Regions from separate parts of the Zea mays genome. Here region 1 is linked to region 2. The links are chromatin contacts, called in public Hi-C maps. All regions are on one chromosome and are shown on one strand. The core of a region is the stretch at or near the end of the contact, and the rest is flanking DNA. Distances in the headings are between cores, read along the strand shown.

Region 1 (5,325 bases), core at 725-3,224, 340 kb after region 2:
GCGCCAGCCACGTCACCAAAGCCGTTGCAATTCGACTGTTGGATTTCTGTCTTCTGGGCCCGTCTGGATGTCCGGTGCACACCGGACATGTACTGTTTAATGTCCGGTGCGCCAGTATGGGCGTGCCTGACTTCTGCGCGCTTCTGGCGCGCATTGAATGCGCCCGCAGGTGACCGTTGGCGCGAAGTAGTCGTTGCTCCGCAGTCGCACCGGACAGTCCGATGTACACCGGACATGTCCGGTGAATTATAGCGGAGCAGCCGTTCTGAATTCTCGTGGCTGCCGAGTTCCAGAGCCACGACTTTTTGGAGCATCGGACACTGTCCGGTGTACACCGGACAGTCCGGTGAATTATAGCGCGCCGGCTCTGAGAATTTCCCGAGGCTGAGGAGTTCTGGGCGAAGTCTCCTGGTGCACCGGACACTGTCCGGTGCGCAACCGGACACTGTCCGGTGCGCCAGACCAGGGAGCCTTTCGGGATGCCTTTTGCTCTCTATTTTGAATCCAACTTTGGTCTTTTTAATTGGCTTGTTGAGAACCTTTGACACCTGTATAACTTATACACTAGAGCAAACTAGTTAGTCCAATTATTTGTGTTGGGCAATTCAACCACCAAAATCATTTAGGAACTAGCTGTAAGCCTAATTCCCTTTCACATACATTGGAGGATACATATGTGCTTGCCGCTGCCATCGTTGTACCGGATCTGAAAATGGGATTGATCTGGTCGGCTGGAAGCCTTAGACCCATGAGCACTGGAGCAGCTAGGGATGTAATATGGTTCGGAAACATCCGTCCAGATCCAGATTCGAAGATGGTGAACACTTGTTCGGATGGAATTTTCGGATATCCGGACTTTTTCGGATAACAGATACGAATACGGATATTCTGATCGGATATCGAATTCGAATACAATATGTCTGATATCTATCGGATATCGAATATCCGAATATTTTCTCGGATAAATCTTCTCGGATATCCGGATATCTTATCCGGATATATGTGTGCATTTTGTTGATTTTTTAGAAAGAAATTAATAATATACAAATAGCCTCAGAACTTCATTATTTTTTGTGGAGGCATAACATATGTTCACATATAACCCTCCAAAATATTTGGACCATAAAATCCACAATATGCTAGTGTTTCTTTCATTTCACTTCCACTTGTTGCGTGAATTACACGTGAAATCACACTAAGTATCCAAGTTTGAACATAATCAATACTTCACTTTATCATTTTCATGTGGAGCTTGAGGTTATATTCTTATATAATGTTTATTAGTCTTGGTAACTTATTTACATTTTGATGATTTTATGCAAATTAAATTAATAATACGCAAATAGCTTAAAATTCACGAATTTTTAAAAAAACGCGACATATGTACACATATAATGCTAAAAATGTTTGGACTCAAGGAGTGGATACATGATTACAACTATGACCATGATATGCGTGGAACTATGTTTTACACGATATCCGATAAAAAATTCGTTACCGATAATATCCATGTCTAACTAGTTACGTATTTGACATAACTATCTGTATTTGTATCTGAGAATATTTGTACCCGAAGTTATCCGTATAAATTTTGAATCCGAATAAAAATATAAAAACAAATATGGTTTCAGTGATATACATCCGTATTCGATCGGATGGAGCAGGTGAGGGACGGAGGGAGCTGTAAACACGAGCAAAAGTGGAATAAGATGGAAATGGTCAAATAGCAACAATAGTGGCGGGGTTGCTGGCGATGGCGACCGGCTGGCACTTGGTTTGAACGGCGTGGCTGCTGGATGGCACCTACCAATCGGTGGCAACGGCGGGTGGAGGCTGGTGGTGCTACCACGCGGGCCAGCAGCCAGCGGAGGGGGTCCGACTGGGGGAGTGGCCGACTGCCAGCTGGGGGCTCCGGACATCGAGGGGCGGGGTTGCCGGCTCGGTTTTGGTTTGGTTCGACGTACGGTTCAGTTTCCGATTTTAAAGTGCCCAGTCCTAGAAACGAAGAAGCGCACGAACCCATCGTTTGACCGACCAACTGCCCAACAAACGATGGCCGGCGTGTCAGCAAGCATCCCGTGCGTGGTGCTCAACACGGGCCACGCGATGCCCGTGCTGGGCTTCGGGACCGGCTCCTCCAGCACGCCGGAGGATCTGCCGGCGACCATCCTCCACGCCGTCCGCCTTGGCTACCGCCACATCGACACGGCCTCCATGTACGGCACGGAGGGGGCGGTCGGAGCCGCCGTCTCCGACGCCGTCGCTGCGGGGGCCGTCACCTCCCGCGCTGACCTCTTCATCACCTCCAAGCTCGTGATGAAGGACGCGCATCCGGACCGCGTGCTCCCCGCGATCCGGGAGTCGCTGGCCCGCCTAGGCCTGGACTACCTCGACCTCTTCCTCGTCCACTGGCCCGTCGCCGCCGACGAGAACAACAAGCCCGTGCCGTTCGACATGGAAGGCGTCTGGCACGCCATGGAGGAGTGCCACCGCATCGGCCTTGCTAGGTCCGTCGGCGTCAGCAACTTCTCTGCGGCCAAGATGTCCCGGCTGCTCGCCTTCGCCGCCGTACCGCCGGCTGTGAACCAGGTGGAGGTGAACGTCGGCTGGCGTCAAGAGAAGGTCAGGGAGGCCTGCGCCAAGAACGGCGTCGTCGTCACCGCCTTCTCGCCGCTGGGCGCGATCGGCACGGCGTGGGGATCCAACGCCGTCATGGAAAGCGGCGCGCTGGAGGACATCGCCGCCAGGAGAGGCAAGACCATTGCTCAGGTAAGTAAAAATTTAAAAGCAAAAGGGGGAAAGATTGGATTGTCGGTTTTATATTATCGAAATATAGACCATATCCACTAAATGCATAAAAAAACTGTTTCTATATGTATAAAAAAACTGTTTCTAAGTGGATGACGGAGAAGAGAAAATGTATATAATAATAAATAAGATTTGTTCTAAAAAACTAGCTACTTAGAGTATGGTTTCTATATGTATTTCTTTTTTTCTCGAACTGCGCTTCTTTGCATTAAGAAGGAGAAAGAAGAGACCAAGATCCAAAGGAAACCAAAGTTTCTATATGTATTATCTATATATGACATGACAAGTAAAACTGTCTTATAGTTTTTGGGTTGGGACGTCGTCGTTGGATTAGGAGTGACCTAATCAATTATTTAACTCCTATGGTTTATATAAATAGTACCACAACTTAGATAAATCACTTCTTTAAAAAAAGGAAAAACGTGGGTAAACTCTTCTGTTTTATCACATGATGTAGCCCTACTGTTTATATATACACACAATAAGTGTTTCTTTGAATAATCAAGATAATTCCTTTCTTGAATTGAACATAAGCTGTTTAATTTGGGTGAACTGTTTAGGACATGGTACTGTATTCTTCCTCCTACTTTATAACTTTTTTTATTTAGAAAAAGACAAAATTGTGTTTATTGGAATAACTAAAGGGGTGTTTGGTTGCCACCTCCTAAATTTTAGTGTCACTTTTAGTTCTTAAGCTGCTAAACAATATGACTAAGTGAGGCCTCCCAAATAAAAATTATAAGGACTAAAGTCTAGGAGGGTGACTAATAAAGGAACCAAACACACCCTATGTTTTTTTAAATGTTGTAGCAATGCAGCTGTGACCTATTTATGAGCTGATCATCATCTCCATTTATATGTGTAGGTAGCGTTGAGGTGGCTTCACGAGCAAGGGGTGTGCTTTGTGGCGAGGAGCTTTAACAAGGAGAGGTTGAAGCAAAACATGGAGCTTTTCGATTGGGAGTTGAGCGTCGATGACAAGGAGAAGATCATGGGGATTCCACAGAGGAGAGCATGCCGTGCAGAGTTCTTTTTGTCACCAGACGGGCCGTACAAGACCTTGGAGGAGCTATGGGACGGGGAGATATGAGATACCATGTAGCTGTTGTATCTATTGTTTGTCGACATCGTTGTTGCTTGCTGCTGTGGGGAAATATCTTCGGAATACTCTCTGAATGAATGTGGACTAACAGTTGGTCCTGGACAATTGCCTTGCATGTCAGTATACATTTTGTTGCATTCTAGCTAGGTTGGGTGTGGTAGTACTGCTAGTGATTAAGATTATTAGGGCTTTTCTTAGATCATGTACAACCTTTAGTTTGCCAAATAATAACTTGATTTTGTGTCATTAAACCAAATATCTGGATCGATAGTGCTTGGCCTATGACGAGTACATCCCAGCTCATCATATTTCATCACATGAACAGCATTCACCATCTAAGTGATAGATTGTAATCATGAGCCACATATACAAAGTCATTGCCGAAAAGATACAAGAGAAGGCTTATTTATTCATAGCTGATGTTATCTCTGACATATTTGAGAATGTTGAACTACCTAAATATTCCACATTTATGTGTTGATAAAAGGCATGTCAAATAGACATGCAATAGGACCAGATGGCTTCAATGGACTCTATCAAAAAGTGTTTGGCCATCATGCATTATAAGCAAGATTTTGTATGACTAGTTCAAGACTTCTGCAATACTTCTATGGACATAAGCAGCCCAATTTCTTCACGTATTGCTCTAATTCCGAAGAAATCTAACTCTGAAGTTGTGGATGATTACAGATCGATCCATATGTTGAATTACTCTTAGAAGAGCATTACCAAGCTTTTTGTCATCTAGATATTTTGCAGCTGGTGCATGCAAACTAGTATCGCTTCATTAAAGGAAGTACAATACAAGACTGCCTAGCATGAGTTTTTCATTTACTTCACCTCTATCATCACTCCGAGAAGAAAGTACTAATCTGAAAATTGGCTTTGAGAAAGCTTTTGATAAATGAGACCATTAGGTATTCATAGTCAAACTCAAACGTTACATTTCGCGGACGGGAGTGAGTTGGGCCGAGACAAGGGATTTTGGCCCAGGATAGGTTTTTTTTAATTTATTCTTTTCTTTTCTATTTTATTTCAGTTTCCTATTTCAGTTTTTAATTCAAAACTAAGTTTTGAATCCCAAATTTCAAATTCATATGCACAATCAAAACTCCAGCATGGATGCTTTACTATATATTTTATATTTATCTATTTATTATCCTATTTTTGCAAATGCTTCCAGCTATATGATTTACCCATAGGTACTTTATTTTAGGGAAATAATTTCTATTGTATAGTTTATATCAAGATATGATTTACTTAAACTTCTTTAGAGAGTACTTATCGATGTATAGGTCTACAAAGGGGATAACTTAATTCACTTAGTGATCTTTTCATTTGATCTTTTATTAGAAAAGGTGTTCATTTTAGGAGAAGTAATTTCCAAGGTAAGAATATATATATATATATATATA
Region 2 (5,180 bases), core at 2,593-5,092:
TTTTTTGTACCTTCCTGTCGTAGTCGTCCTCCTCCTCCTTCACCGAGGAACCAAGCAGAAAGCGATGCTTTCAGCTTCCTATACATTTCCCTTTTGCCTCAAAATGTTTTTTTTTTTGTGATTGTATGGAGCTAACCTGGCAGAAATTAGTTACCGATCAAGCTATAGCAATCTATTGAGATTGAAAGAAATGAGAACCGTCAGGCTCTTTTAATTGTTCTGAAGGACTCTATACAGTTCATCTCCCAGCGCGGCTAATGTGACCGGTTTCTGGATCAGGCCATTTACTCCTGACCTCTGGCAACGATCCCGGATGTTGTCGTCGATTCTTGCTGCTAGGGCAATAATCAACGGCAGCCAACTATTGCTACTGAACTTCCTGATCGCGCGGGCTACTTCGAATCCATCCATCGTCTGCATGTCAAGATCAAGAACCACCAGCTGGAAGGACGACTCCGCAGCGAAGGAGCTGATGCATTGGACGCCAGAAGCGACCGAAAGGACTCGGCAACCAAGCTTCTCTAGGAGCCTGTGAGTTACAGCTCGGTTGGTGCAGTCGCTGTCCGCAAGGAGGACTCTGAGCCCATTAAAGTTGGGAATTGCGGATGATCTGTACAAATCTGAGGACGCTCCAGAGACCGGAGTCACAGGTTCCAACTGGAACTGGAGGACTAGCATGATAGTTTCTCCGATGCTTTTAGAATCTGATACTGACCAAATATTGCCATTCATCATCTGCAGCACAAAGGAGGGCTCGTATCAGTAAGCACACTAATGATTGCACATCAAATCAAGTATACATTGGCCACTTCCACAACTGGATGAACAAATTGCAAACCAAAACATAACAATCAAATAGAGTCGCTGAGGTTCGGGCTACTACAAGCATACCAATTAAATATATCTATGCAAGTCACACATACTACGGAAGAAATACCATAAAAATAGTTATGACTAAAACGTAAGTTCAACATAAGGACCAATATGTCCTCTCAGTATGCCCAGTTTGAGGTGAGATAATAAATATTCCAAGCACTTGCACAAAAAGGCCACACTATAGCCACTAAACACATTCTGTAGTTTGGCAGTTCAATTGGTGTATAGCAAACTATCTATGTGACGGCCAAGTCTAAGCTGCTAGTGCCTAGCTGTACAAAAAAATTTGCGGGTATAAATGCTTAAGATATTCTATTATTTTGATTTACCTGCACAATCTTCTTGCACATATTGAAGCTAAGCCCCATCTCAGAATTGTTGGGTTTGGATCCCTGACTTATCTGACTGCTTGATGAACTCAACAGATAGCCCTTTGATTTTCTAATCCTAATCTCAAATTTCACACATACATAGCCCCCAGAGAAGTTTGCTCTTCGCAGCATCCAGTCATGATTATGCCTATCTTCAACCTCATTATGGACATTTACATATAATGAGATACAGCCAGCATTACATCGGTCTGTTAGAGTGCCTACCATGTGCAGGACAATATGGAAGACTCTCTTCTCATCACCAATGATCCTTTCTGGCAAAGAATTCTCCACTTGAAACTCAAACTCCACACCCTTGCAACCAGTTAGACATCTGACCACTCCAACAACTTCTTTAATGAAGGAATGAAGGTTGAACGGCCTCCTGACCAAAGACAAGTGCTCACAGTTCATTGTCGATGTTTGCATCACATCGTTCATCAGTGTGGATGCAACACTGCTTGTCTTGGCAATGGCATCCATCACAAGCCTTTGCTCTGGATTCATGCTCTCCTGTTGCATCATTGAGACGAGACCAAGGATTGAGTGCATTGGCCTTCGCATTCCATCGTACATTGCAGTCTGGAAGGAATTCCTAGCGTCCCCTGCCCTCATGGCTTCATCCTTTGCCTGCAGCAAGTCCCTATGCTGCTCGGCAAGCTTCTCTCGCATCAGCTGAGACTCCTCTAGGAGTGCAGCATGTGACAGAGCGACTGCAACTTGGTCAGCAACTACCTCAACAATCTCCAACTCTCTTCGACCCCACCCTAATGAACCATCATTAGGCAAAACCAGAACCAAGATAGCATAGCTCGTCTGCATCACTTCCGGAGTCCCTCCTTTGAAATTTGACACCCTTAACATCGGCATCCTTATTGCAGCCACAGGCCCTGCTTCATGCTTGCTTCGGCTAGAAACCCCTAGCGCCGAATCTGGGCCAAGAACTTTTGCATCCTTGGTTGCCTTTATTTCTTGAACATCCGGATCATCAATAGGAATCGAGTGTTTCTGTGGGTCCATTATATCCCTTTCCCTCAGCTGATGTGTTAAGATCATCGTGCTCCTGGTCTCATCAGGCATCCAGACAGCACAATTCTGCAGTTCCAGTGCCTTCGAGAGCTCAACCATGGTGGTGTACAAGATGGTATGTCTGTCGAGCGACTTGCGGATCTCCTGTGTGAGCATGCGCACATGCCAGCTCGCCTCTTCTTTCCTTTTCATCCTCCCCACCTCCCGGTCCAGCTCACGCGCCTTGTTCATCAGGAAGTTTTCCCTGACCTTCACCCTCAGGAGCTGTGGTATCAGCGTCAGCAGGGTGATGGCCGTCGCGAAGGAGACCAGTGCCGTCAGGAACTTGGCGACGGTAAGGGCGAGTACGAGGTGGAAGGAGTGCGGCTCGTAGGTGAACACAGTGATGAGGTGCGTGAGGCCGCAGAGCACGATGAAGGCGCCGAACTGCAGCACGATCCATTTGAGGGGGAAGAGGTCGGAGCAGGTGGCGAAGTAGAGCAGCTCGAGCGGGATGGAGAAGTAGGCCGCGGCGATGAGGAAGTCGCTGACCTTCTGGCATTGCAGGATGTTATAGGTGCTGGAGAGGGCGCCGTCGTCGGCGTCGTCGCAGCCGCCGCAGTGGCCGAAATCGACAGACGCCGCTGACGGCGAGAGGAGCAGGGAGGAGAGGAACAGGAGGATCCACGCGGAGGAAACCCCGCGCAGCAGTGCCGTTCCCACCACCATCGGCTCTACCACCTCCAACCAGGCTTCATTCAGACGCGCATTTGCGCATTTCTGAACCGACTGGAGGCGCCCGTCGTCGATTCCACGCTGCGGGTGCCGACGCTCCTGCATTCACCAGACGGCCATCACAGATTTTCAGTTAATCAAACTGCGGCACACAAAATCAAGATCTGGCGTAAAGCAAATCGTTGCTTTGGGACGGATAGGCCCCCCTGTGAAGATTAGTCTTTCCTAAAAGTAGCATCGAAATCTATCTATCGGCCAAAATCGAATCACCAGTCCGCCAAAATTCGGGCAGTAGGGGATTTAGCCAAATCCGATAAACCCCTCCGATAAATCCAAACATAGTTATTGAATTGGTAGAACGAAGAAGAACGGAGGAGTGTCAAAAGCCGCCCACCTTCCGCCTCCGACCATCCCTCCTGCCGGATGCAGCAGCAATCCTCAAGCGGAGGAGGAGCAGCAACGCCCGCCAAGAAACACAGCGTTGGCACCGGTACTAGCACCATAACCGTCTACACGTGGGCTGGCTACGGATCTCCAGCAGACCTCGGCAGCGTCGAGAGCCCGGCGGGCGGCGGATCCATGGTCACGAGGCCTGCCGACGGAAGAAAAGAGGGTCTTTTTTTCTCCCTTTCCTCCCTCTTCTTTCACAGCCTCGCCCCTGGAGCTGGGCTGAGAGAGAGACAGCGACGTCGGAAGAAGGGGAGAACGCGGCGTCGCAGTGGGGTGGCTGGCGGGTGGAGGGCGCTAAGCGACGACCGGACGAGCCGATTGAGGAGAGGGGTAGGAAGAGGAGGCGATGCTTTGGGTCCGTCGAGCAGGCAGGAGCCAGGGGGTTGTCTCTCCCCTCGGTGGGAAGAAAGGAGTGGGACGAACGAGAGCAAGAGCAGAGCAGCGCAGCTCGGGGGCTGGCCGGATGCGGGTCGTTGCTTCAACCTCGCTGCACCACTCTCGCGTGCTCTGATCTGTTCGCCGCGTTTCGCCGGCGTGGCTCTGGATGGATGCACCTGCCTGTTTCCTCGGCCTGGGCCCGCCCGTCTGCCGGCAAACCGCTGCGCCTTCCCCTGGTTTTCGATCCATTCAGCTATGAGCTAGGTGGTATATAAGCAGTAGCATTTGCTTCACCGCATATCTTGGGCCCACAGTATTTGTAGGAGGGACTGAATTGGGCCAAATCACTTTCAGCTATTGAGTTGGGCCAAATCACTTTCAGCTATTGAGTTTTGCACTTCAGCTCCAAGGAATTAACGAGAGGACCCCGTATTTGTAGGAGGAAATGGATTGGGCCAAATCGCTTTCACTTCCCTTCTATGAAGAGCAGTGTGGCCAAAGCATAGTTAGCAATTTCGAGCGAAACTCGCAGACTTTCGGAATGTTTTCCCTATTTTTGGACCTCTATGTGAATTGGCTTTCGTGTAAAATTCGGAAGTTTCAGTTCGCTATTCAAAAAAATTAAAATTCATAAAAACGGAAAATCGTGTTTTAGACCGGGTTTCGGTGGTTTTCGATCGAATTTCAATGCCTTTTGTTCCAAAATAACAAATTTCACCGAAATTCGTCGAGAAAACACCAAATTTCATTTTTAAATTTAAAATTCTACCTTAAATGGATTTGAGCGAATTTCACTCCGAATTTCATTTTCGGTGTATTACAAGATTTGCATTCTAAACGAAATGGTTAACCTTGGGCCGAAGTCTAGCCCATATAGAGGATGTCTAGACGGTAGCCTTGAGTTTAACGAATAGTTTAGGCCTCTCTAGAAACATAATATTTTTCTAGTCTCAAGATAATGCTCGGTATTTGAGCATACCATGGTATTTTCGGCCAAAAGGTATTTAAGAGCACATATAGAAGCTCTATATTTTAAAATGTAGTATTTGTAGGGTCTAAAAAACTTTGGTTTGGACAAAAAAATTCACCGGCACGAGACTGTAGTCTCGCCTTTTCTCCTCCCCTCCTACTGCTGCAACTAAAATGCTAATTCTCAAAACAAGTGTTGGATTAACTTGATGGAAAATATACTATAATGTAACACCCTTTTTTTATGGTACAGTTATAACAAGTATTATAGATGAATTTAAATTCTCTTCTCTTTAAACATAATTTACATATTCTTTTCCAAATAGAGAAAGGAAGGATTTTTTATAGATAAAATATTTCACTACCTATTTGTTGTTTTATGGAAAATTTTGA

The links. A called contact is a pair of places that touch in the nucleus more often than the background predicts.
Region 1: a contact with region 2 is called in a Hi-C map of leaf, with 5 times the contacts expected there. The contact joins the promoter of LOC100283694 here to the promoter of LOC541627 in region 2. A contact is called at or near these places in 3 of 25 Hi-C or Micro-C datasets (ear, leaf and tassel).

What each region holds. Positions count from the first base shown.
Region 1 is chr10:103,711,600-103,716,924 of Zm-B73-REFERENCE-NAM-5.0, forward strand. LOC100283694 (NAD(P)H-dependent oxidoreductase) reads left to right here and starts at 1,975. Exons shown (of 2, transcript NM_001156595.1): 1 at 1,975-2,769; 2 at 3,674-4,343. The coding sequence starts at 2,053. The coding sequence ends at 3,898.
Region 2 is chr10:103,366,099-103,371,278 of Zm-B73-REFERENCE-NAM-5.0, forward strand. It overlaps LOC541627 (ethylene receptor homolog 2), which reads right to left and starts at 3,843. Exons shown (of 3, transcript NM_001111382.2): 1 at 3,385-3,843; 2 at 1,206-3,089; 3 at 189-735. The coding sequence starts at 2,984. The coding sequence ends at 211.